Linked DNA regions of Sus scrofa: all the other regions are linked to region 2. Evidence: chromatin contacts called from public HiChIP or PLAC-seq data. All regions are on one chromosome and are shown on one strand. The core of a region is the stretch at or near the end of the contact, and the rest is flanking DNA. Distances in the headings are between cores, read along the strand shown. Region 1 holds the start of PLIN2 (perilipin 2). Region 2 holds the start of ACER2 (alkaline ceramidase 2). Region 3 holds the start of HAUS6 (HAUS augmin-like complex subunit 6).

The links. HiChIP or PLAC-seq counts read pairs in DNA pulled down with a chosen protein or histone mark.
Region 1: an H3K27ac HiChIP or PLAC-seq map of skeletal muscle shows a contact between it and region 2, with 4 times the contacts expected there. The contact joins the promoter of PLIN2 here to the promoter of ACER2 in region 2. A contact is called at or near these places in 1 of 47 Hi-C or Micro-C datasets (epiblast stem cells) and 2 of 2 datasets of contacts at active chromatin or transcription factors (alveolar macrophages and skeletal muscle).
Region 3: a contact with region 2 is called in an H3K27ac HiChIP or PLAC-seq map of alveolar macrophages. The contact joins the promoter of HAUS6 here to the promoter of ACER2 in region 2. A contact is called at or near these places in 2 of 47 Hi-C or Micro-C datasets (epiblast stem cells and heart right ventricle) and 1 of 2 datasets of contacts at active chromatin or transcription factors (alveolar macrophages).

Annotation. Positions count from the first base shown.
Region 1 is chr1:203,682,259-203,685,494 of Sscrofa11.1, reverse strand. PLIN2 (perilipin 2) reads right to left here and starts at 1,448. Exons shown (of 8, transcript NM_214200.2): 1 at 1,396-1,448.
Region 2 is chr1:203,413,710-203,416,751 of Sscrofa11.1, reverse strand. ACER2 (alkaline ceramidase 2) reads left to right here and starts at 1,734. Exons shown (of 7, transcript XM_001926911.5): 1 at 1,734-1,991. The coding sequence starts at 1,884.
Region 3 is chr1:203,718,641-203,721,623 of Sscrofa11.1, reverse strand. It overlaps HAUS6 (HAUS augmin-like complex subunit 6), which reads right to left and starts at 1,371. Exons shown (of 17, transcript XM_013993527.2): 1 at 1,274-1,371. The coding sequence starts at 1,368.

The sequences.
Region 1 (3,236 bases), core at 199-2,698, 270 kb before region 2:
GTGAGCTGTGGTGTAGGTTGCAGACGCGGCTCGGATCCCGCGTTGCTGTGGCTCTAGCGTAGGCCGGTGGCTACAGCTCTGATTCAACCCCTAGCCTGGGAACCTCCATATGCCCGCGGGAGCGGCCCAAGAAATAGCAACAACAACAACAACAAAAAAGACAAAAAAAAAAAAAAGACTCTCCCAAATTCCACCCCCAACCAAAGCAAAAGCTAGTTTCAAGCAAAGGAAGGAGAACAGAGATGAAGTTAAGGGTAGCTGGCACTTCTTCCCACCCTCTGACTCTCAGAACTCTCCCCTGGGTAAATACATTCCCAGATGCTTCGGAGCTCACGTGTATAATTCACCCACTTAAAGTGTACAATTCAATATTTTCCCCACCAGGACATTTGAGATGCCTTTGGAAGAGAACTATCTGTGGGCAAAAATGCTAACCAAGTAAAAATCCATGTTAAGGAGTTCCCATCGTGGCTCAGTGGTTAACGAATCCGACTAGGAACGATGAGGTTGCGGGTTCAATCCCTAGCCTCGCTCAGTGGGTTAGGATCCGGCCTTGCCATGAGCTGTGGTGTAGGTTGCAGACACTGCTCGGATCCGGAGTTGCTGTAGCTCGGGCGCAGGCTGGCGGCTGTAGCTCCAATTAGACCCCTAGCCTGGGAACCTCCCTGTGCCGCGGGTGCGGCCCTAGAAAAAGACCCCAAAAAAAAAAAAAAAAATCCATGTTAAAACTAAAGCTGCCTTTCAAGTAGAAGACGTCTTGGATAGTCAAGACGATCAAGAAGAAGCACTTTGAGGGGAATTTATTCTTTGTCAAAGGGCTGAAACTAGTTCAAAGGACATTAAGCACAGGAGAAACGGAGTGCTCCGAAGAACAGAAAAAATTTTCAGGACGCTTTTAAATGTCAACTTATTGTCCCCAACGACCCACAGCCACACCAAACAGCCCTACAGCTGAGCAGCAGAACTGGGAAGGAAGGAACCCGAACACCCTCTGTCCATCACTTCCAGGCCAGTAAGTTCACACTGCCGCCAAGAGTGTGTTTTACATGAAACAAGAACCACGCTGAAGGCCAGTATCAATAGGCCGGCATGTCACTGCGTACCCCCAGAAAATTCTGGCTTAAGACGATTTTCTCCCGCGTTTCCTTTTAATAATGTCCTTTCGGAACAAATGGAAACTGTTAACCCGCAACCAAGCCAAGAAGCTACAACCGCACTATAGCAGCGGCCAGAAAAGAAGCCTCAACCATCAAAAGCGAGGGTGGAAAGCGCAAGCCCAGGAGACCGCCCCTTCCCAGCCGGGGCCGGAAACCGCCGTGAGGCCGCGAGAGACCAGCCTGAAGCCCGCCGGCGCCGAGCAGCCAGGAGAAACCACAGAAAGAGGCGCACACCCACCGACCAGCAGCAAATTAGAGTCGAGAGCCCGGGAAATCAGCGCGGCAGTCAACAGAGCTGGGCCCTACAGCGCCTGGCTTTATAACCCGCCCCGCACCACGTGACCCGAGGCCTCTTGAAATCCGAGACCTTAGAGGCAGCTGCGCGCCTTTGGCGGGGGCGGGGTCTGTCCTGCGTTGGCGGGGGCCCTGCCTAAGTCAGGAGAGCTGAGGGGCCCAGCGCCCGGCAAAAATGCGCCAGCGCCTACGCAGGCGTAGTTGCTTTGCAAAAGGCGGTGGAGGAGTGTTGGGGACAGCCTGTAACTAAACTGTTGATTTCTATCAGTCCTCGGAGTAGAACTGTCTTTAAAAATGGTAACGGTGGCGTCTAGACTGTTACTTATAGCAAGGAAATAAGTCCTACAGTTTTGTGAAATTCCAACCCAGGAAGGATCTGTAGAGATTGCGGTTTTGCTGCTCTTTAGACTTTAAAATCAGTTCCTGGAGTTCCCGTCGTGGTGCAGTGGTTAACGAATCCGACTAGGAACCATGAGGTTGCGGGTTCGGTCCCTGCCCCTTGCTCAGTGGGTTAACGATCCGGCGTTGCCGTGAGCTGTGGTGTAGGTCGCAGACACGGCTCGGATCCCGCGTTGCTGTGGCTCTGGCGTAGGCCGGTGGCTACAGCTCCGATTCAACCCCTAGCCTGGGAACCTCCATATGCCGCGGGAGCGGCCCAAGAAATAGCAACAACAACAACAACAAAAAAAAAGACAAAAAATAAATAAATAAATAAATAAAATCAGTTCCTCAAACATCTGCCTAATTTAAAGTTGAATCGGAATTTCCAAAAGTTGTGAGACTACCCTCAGTCTCTTTTGTTTCCTCATCAAGACTAAAATCACCCTGGGGTGATTGCTGCCTATGTTTACTATGCAGGATGACCTCTTTTTTAAAAAGTTGTGGGTTATGCGTTTTCTTTTTAAATAAACAAATCATCAGGAGTTTGCGGGTTCGATCTGGCTTTGCTCAGTGGGTTAAGGATCCCGCGTTGCGGTGAGCTGTGGTGTAGGTCGCAGACGCTGCTCAGACCGTGTTGCTGTGGCTCTGGCTTAGGCCCGGCGGCTACAGCTCCAATTCGACCCCTAGCCTGGGAACCTCCATATGCCGCAGAAGTGGCCCTAGAAATGGCAAAAGGCCAAAAAAAAAAAAAGTTCCCTAGTGGGAGTTCCTGCTGTGGGCCCAACAGGCTCTGCAGCGACTTGCCAGCGCTGAGACATTGGTTGGATTCCTAGCCTGATACAGTGTGTTAAGGACGGGGTGGGAAGGATGTTGCCGCAGCTGCGGCTTGGATCTGATCCCTGGCCAGGGAACTCCATACGTGTCCAAAAAAAAAAAAAAAAAAAAAAAAAAAAATTTCTCTGGTGGCTCAGGAAGTTACGGGTCCCCTGTAGTCCTCCTGCTGTGGCTTGGTCACAGCTGCGGTGTGGGTTTCATACCTGGCCAGGGATCTTTCACATGCCACTGGCATGGCCAAAAATAAGAAACAAAGTCATCATCCTATGAGCCCCAGTTTTTTCTTGTGTAAAAGGCAAGGACTTGAACAAACTTGTATGAGCAAACAAGTTACGCAACCACCCCAAGCAGAAGAGGGTTTGTGTGGACCTTGCCACGGTGAATGGCTGGGGATCTGATGACATTGCCCCGGGGCCTCAGCCTCCCCAGTTCTCTCCTGGGGAAGGTAAAGGATAGAGGACAAATGGGAGATTCAGGGATTGCTGGCATCAGGTCCTCAGTCTCCAGGATGGGGGGGGGACTCGTGTAGGTGTGATGGTGTCGGAGCCTGGCAGGGAGTTTTGTTTGTCA
Region 2 (3,042 bases), core at 485-2,984:
AACTGTCAGAGAAATAATGACATCACACAAAATGTAGCATCTGAAAAACTTCAACTTACACTGGTGAGAGAATGAGAAAGGGTAGATAATGTCACAGTGTTAATAAGGCAAAGATCTTTGACCTTTGGATCCCCTGAAAGGGGACTCACACTTTGAGAGCCACTGGCATATGAAATGATGGTGTATTTTACACCATTAGAGTTAACGATCATGCACATATTTCCACTTAAAGTATTGGAAAGAGTAAAAACTTGACTACATGGAAAACTACTGTCAGACAGTTGGTATAGCAGTGTTGGACACTGAGAAACTAGCTGATGTATTTTCTTTTGTGTTTGTGGGAAATATTTTCATCCTCCTACTTAAGGGGCCACCTCACACTGAGCATCCTGCAGATCTGGGTAATTCTGACCTTAAGAGAAAGTCATGGAACTGGCTGTCCAGGAGGACAGGATAGGAGTTGAGACAAAGTTGAAAGAACTGTAGTCTGACCCCCAGGAGAGAAAGCTGGATTTCCTGGATACAGGGGAGCTGGAGTATCTGCCAGTGATGGACATCTGGAAAGAGAAGCAAATGGCTGTGCTAATATCTATGGAAGATGGACTCTGGAGGCATAAGGCACTGGAGCACCAGCCTGGGTCCAAAGTGGAGAGTCAGGCCAAAGAGAGGTCAGAACTGCCTTCAGGGATATCATGCAGGCTGGTGCAAGGAGATCCTAGTGACAGTCACCTGGCCAGCTTTCTGCCAATGCCATCTTGACCTGGAATCCGAGACCTGCCCAAGGAAGAAGGACCAGAGCTGCAATCAAAACTGAAAAGATTGGTTTTCTCTTTCTCCAGGAATCAGTGGGATCAGCTAAGCTTCAATTTAGAAACTACAGAATAGTTAGATCAGCAAAAGCAAAAGTGGTTATGAGCATATCTGAGATCATCCCGAATTTGATTTCTAGCTTTGGCACTACCCATAGAACTCACTTCACAGGATCCCCTATGGGAACACTAAGTGAGCAGCACCTAGTGCTCTTCAAACAGCACCTGGCACATAGTGCAATATATATACTGGGATCTTCTGGAGGTGTCAGACCAGCCACACTACATCCTTTTGGAGGTTGGGATAGCTCAAGTTTGACCTATGTGTAAATCGAAGACTAAATTAAATTCTGATGCTGGAGTTCAAGGGCCCAAAGGGGAGGAAAGTATTCAAAATTGCAGAAGCTCTCTACTCAGGAGTGGGTGGCAGAGGCTGTGTGGGAGAGTCTTCGGCGGAGACTCCAGCCCCCGAGGTCTCCCTGCCCCAGCCTATGGCACCAAGCAAGCCCTTACTGGCTTTGGAAGGACTGAGGACTTTTCTTGGGCCCGAGCCGTCCCAAGTGAAATGCAGGATCGCAGGAGCAAACTCCTGCAAGATTCCGTGGGAGCCCAGGTCCTTCCTCTTGGGTTTCTCCTTATTTTAAATTTTTGCCAGAGTGGCCTCTGACTCTCTTTGCACAAGGGGCAGGGGTGCCTGCTAGTCTGAGCTGGAAAGTGGGCGTGGGCAGGCGTGGGCAGACCCGTCAAACCTTTGCCACCTGCTGGAAACAGGAGGGTCTAGAGACGTGGGGACCCGTGCTCCCTCCCCCCCCCTCCCCGCACCTCCCGCCTCTAGGCGTGGCCATCTCTAGGCTCCCCTAGGGGGCGGAGCCGAGGGAGGGGTCTGCCAGCGAGTCACGTCCTACAGGGCAGAGCAGAGCCCGGAGAGGCTGGCCTAGAAGGCGCCACATCCGGCGGCTGTCCCGTGGTGCATAAAGCCGCAGCCACTGCTGCCACCACCACCGTTGGTTTCCAGCAGTAGCGCTGGCCTCCTCTTGGCTGCGGGAGCAGCTGCTCCAATGCTCTGGAGCGGCCATGAGCGCCCCGCACTGGTGGGACCAGCTGCGGGCTGGCAGCTCGGAGGTGGACTGGTGCGAGGACAACTACACCATCGTGCCTGCCATCGCCGAGTTCTACAACACGGTGCGAGGCGTGGGAGTGGGAATGGCAGCCGGGCTGGCGGGAGGGGTCTGTCCCCAAGCGCCGCTGCGGCTGGAGCCTGGGACCTGGATCTCTGCGTGTATCCGGGGCATTTTCGCTCCAGGGCCAGATTCGACCCACGCCCCCTTCCCTGCTCGCCTTCCATTTCTTCATCTGTCCTCCTCTCCTGTCCCCGTCCCGGACATCTGGGCTCATCCTCCTCCTCTGGTCATTTCTTTCTGTTGATTCTATTGTCTTGTCTGATCCTCATCCGTCGCGGAGCCAGTGCTCCGTGTAACCCCATTCTTCCAGTCTGGGTCAGTTGGTGGCGGTGAGCTCGCTGGGACAACTCCCTTCCTAGCTTAGGATCTCTGTGGTGTGACGCAGTCGGGTCCCATTGTGCGGTTTTTGCCCTGAGTACCTGCTCAGGGAGTCCGGGGAAGGGGGGAGACCTCCAGCAGGTCTCCGGGGCGGGGCCCACGCCGACTGTGCTGACTTGCACCAGTAGTAGGTCGAGTTACTTTGGGCCAGAATCAAGTTAATTTCCACGAGTTCTAGTAGGAGTGTCACACCAGCCCCAAATTCAGCTCCCTCAGTTCTGTGACTCTCCAGTTATTAAGCCTGGAAGGTGAAAGGGAAACTCTTGAGTGATTGTGTGTTTTCTGGACTTGCCTAGGTCTCTAGATGTTGACCAGTGGAAACTTCCCCACTGCAGAATCCTGTGTGCTTTTAGTCTTTGTGGCAGGGAATGCTTGCAGTTGGGAAGGAAATGCCTCCTCTTTTTGCTGTACCCCTGCCTCAGGATTCTGGTACCAAATGTAAGACTTTGCGTGGTCATTTCTGTGGCTTCTTTTTTCATTCTGATAACGTGGAAAACAGAACTCCTGATTTAAGAGTCACTGTGTATTTGAAGTTGTTCTTGAGGATTTTCTTAGATTTGCTGGAGAGAATGCCCTTGGCTTGAGTTGAATGCTTATTGCCTGGAGGGATCTCCCATGTGGGGATCCCGTCATCCTTCTAGTCTTTGACAAAGGGAGATGACCTGCACACAACT
Region 3 (2,983 bases), core at 122-2,621, 310 kb before region 2:
ATATACCATGGGTGTGCCCTGAAAAAGCAAAAAAAAAAAAAAAAAAAAATTAATATTTTTAATTCTGTTCAATAGGTCATGGCAAATTAATTTTTGTAATTCACGTACACATACTTACAGCCAATTAAGAAAAACATACATGGAGTTCCCCTCATGGCTCAGAGGAAACAAATCTGACTAGCATTCATGAGGACACAGGTTCTATCCCTGGCCTCACTCAGTGGGTTAAGGATCTGGCGTTGCCATGAACTGTAGTGTAGGTTGCAAAAGTGGCTGGTTCCATGTATCTCAAATTTCCCCTGGCCTACAGTGAGAAAGATAATAGATACTGCCTAAAGTTGGCAAGTTAACACACAAAGATATAAACAAAGTATTCAGTATTAGAAATAACAACTGTAATATTTGTGGCAAAGTAGGAAATGGATTTACTCTTCATCTTAACACCATTCTCTCTACCAGTTTTTTGCTAACTGTGGCAAGTTCATGCAATTTGCTAATTCAAGAAGTAGAAATATAAAGAGTAACCACTTTACAAGGTTCCCTAGAGTCCTAAAGGCGTTTGCACACGTCCTTCCATTACCAAGCCGCCACCTCTACCTCGACATCACGGACTACTCAGCTTGCTTCCAAAGCAGAAATAAGCCGCCCCTCCAGTTTTTACCCCACTTGCTGACTCTACTCCCCTACAAAGCGCTCCCAGCAAGGTCCAATAATTGATAGTTTCCATCGCCAGGCTAGCAGCCACTGAGAGCAGGAACTAGAAGACAGTGTCGGGCCACAGCAACCGCTCCAATACTTAATTCAACACCTGGGAAGTCCGCAAGAGAGTGGGTTGCCCCGGCGCGACTGGGTTCGGATTTTCCCGCCCCACCGCCCGGGCCTCCTTACACTCCGAGGTGCGTGTGAGACACGATCTTTCCGCAGGCTATGGTCGCCGGGCCCGGGTCGAAGCCGAGTGCCCGCAGATACATCCAGAGATGCTCCTTCTCGAAAGAAGTGATGCAGGCAGAGCTCATCTTAGCAGCAGGCAGGGACCCGCCAAAGGAAAAAAGCTCAGGCTCCAACGACTAAGAGGTTCCTCAGACTCCCTCCCTACCGGCAGCCTGAGGTGGCAGCAGCACCTCCATTACCACCGCCTTCTCCTCTCTCGCCCGAAGCCATTTCGTCTTAAATAGCCTCAAATGCCTCGAATGGCCTGAAATTGTAACGTCTCAGGGATATAAAGCCTCTAAGGATAGTATGGGACAGCGGTCAAAAGGAAACCACCACAAACCGAGCTTCCCGCGCTGCCCGGAAAGCGGTTGGCGCCGACACCGCCCGGTTTTCAGAGGAGGAGGGACTTCCGCGGAGAATTGTCTCTCCCGCCATGCAATGCGCCCTCTCTCCGCCCCTTCTGGTCCTAACCAACCAAGATCTTACTAGACCCTCAACGCACTGCCGGGGTTGTGCATTTTGCGGACTCTTTCCGGTTTCGCGCTTTCTGATTCTATTTTTCTGATCTCTGTGGTTCCTTTTGCTCGTGTAGGCTTATTACGTCAGGCAAAAAACGTAGACTGTTGTTCACTATTGTAGAAAAAGCATGTGAGGGTACATGTCTAAGTCTGAGCAATTCGCCTAACTTCTGATCCTCGGGTCTATTAGTAAAAATCTTCTATGCCCTCAAGTGCTGAATGTTCCCTTCACCCCTGGTGGCATGTACGGGGGAAACCTCACTGACCGAATTCTCTTACTTCAACTTTTGGCAAGACCCTCATTGTCGCCAGCCAAAGAAAGCACAAGCTGTTTAAGTCTCTCAAGGGACATTCTCGGGAAAACAGTGACAGAATCTGAGGGACAGAAATTCCAGCGTCGGATCTGTCACTATCTAGGTCGGAATTTGACCTGGGGCAGGGGGGACTCACTTTCCTCTTGGCACTGATTCATTTTCTTTTTCTTTCTTTCTTTTTTTTTTTTTTCTGTACAATCAACACTCAGTTTTTCTTTTTTTATTACTCAATGAATTTATTACATTTGTAGTTTTGCAATGATCATCACAATCCAATTTTATAGGCTTTCCATCCCACAATCCCAGCACATCCCCCCACCCCCCAAACTGTCTCCTTTGGAGACCATAAGTTTTTCAGAGTCTGTGAGTCAGTATCTCTTCTGCAAAGAAGTTCATTGTGTCCTTATTTCAGATTCCACATGTCAGTGAAAGCATTGGATGTTGGTGTCTCATTGTATGGCTGACTTCACTTAGCATGATAATTTCTAGGTCCATCCATGTTGCTAAAAATGCCAGTGTTTCCTTCCTTTTAATGGCTGAGTGATATTCCATTGTGTATATGTACCACATCTTCTTGATCCACTCCTCTGTTGATGGAGATTTAGGTTGTTTCCATGTCTTGGCTATTGAAAATAGTGCTACAATGAGCATCAGAGTACATGTGTCTTTGCGAGTCATGGTTTTCTCTGGATAGATGCCCAGGAGTGGGATTGCTGGATCAAGTCACTGATTCATTTCTGAGACTCCTGGACATCCGACTCCAGAATGAATCTCTCTAGGTCGACTCCAGAACGAATCTCTCTAGGTCCCACAGGGGGATGCCCTTTGGGAATTTGGGGATTCCCAGAATAGCCCCTGCCCTCAAAAGTCTCTCTCCTATCTTCCTTCTAGTTGTCCTTATGGACAACTGTCAGTCTGCATAGGCAAAACACTCTCCCTTGGGATGACTCCTCAAACATGGGAAAGATCTTAGATTAGACAACCTCAAACCTTTAAATGAACGATCTTTTTCTGCAATACTGCTAACCCCAGTATAATTTGGCCACCAGGAGGTCTGGCCCAAGGACAGCCCTCTCAACTATGCTATTCTCCAACTTGGCCTCTACTGTCACCCTCTCAGCAAATGGTTTAAATTCCTTGTGTCCAGGCTTTCCTTCAACTTTCTCAGTACTCTAACCTGCAGTGCTCTTGCCACATGCTCCTATTAACCCCTACTTC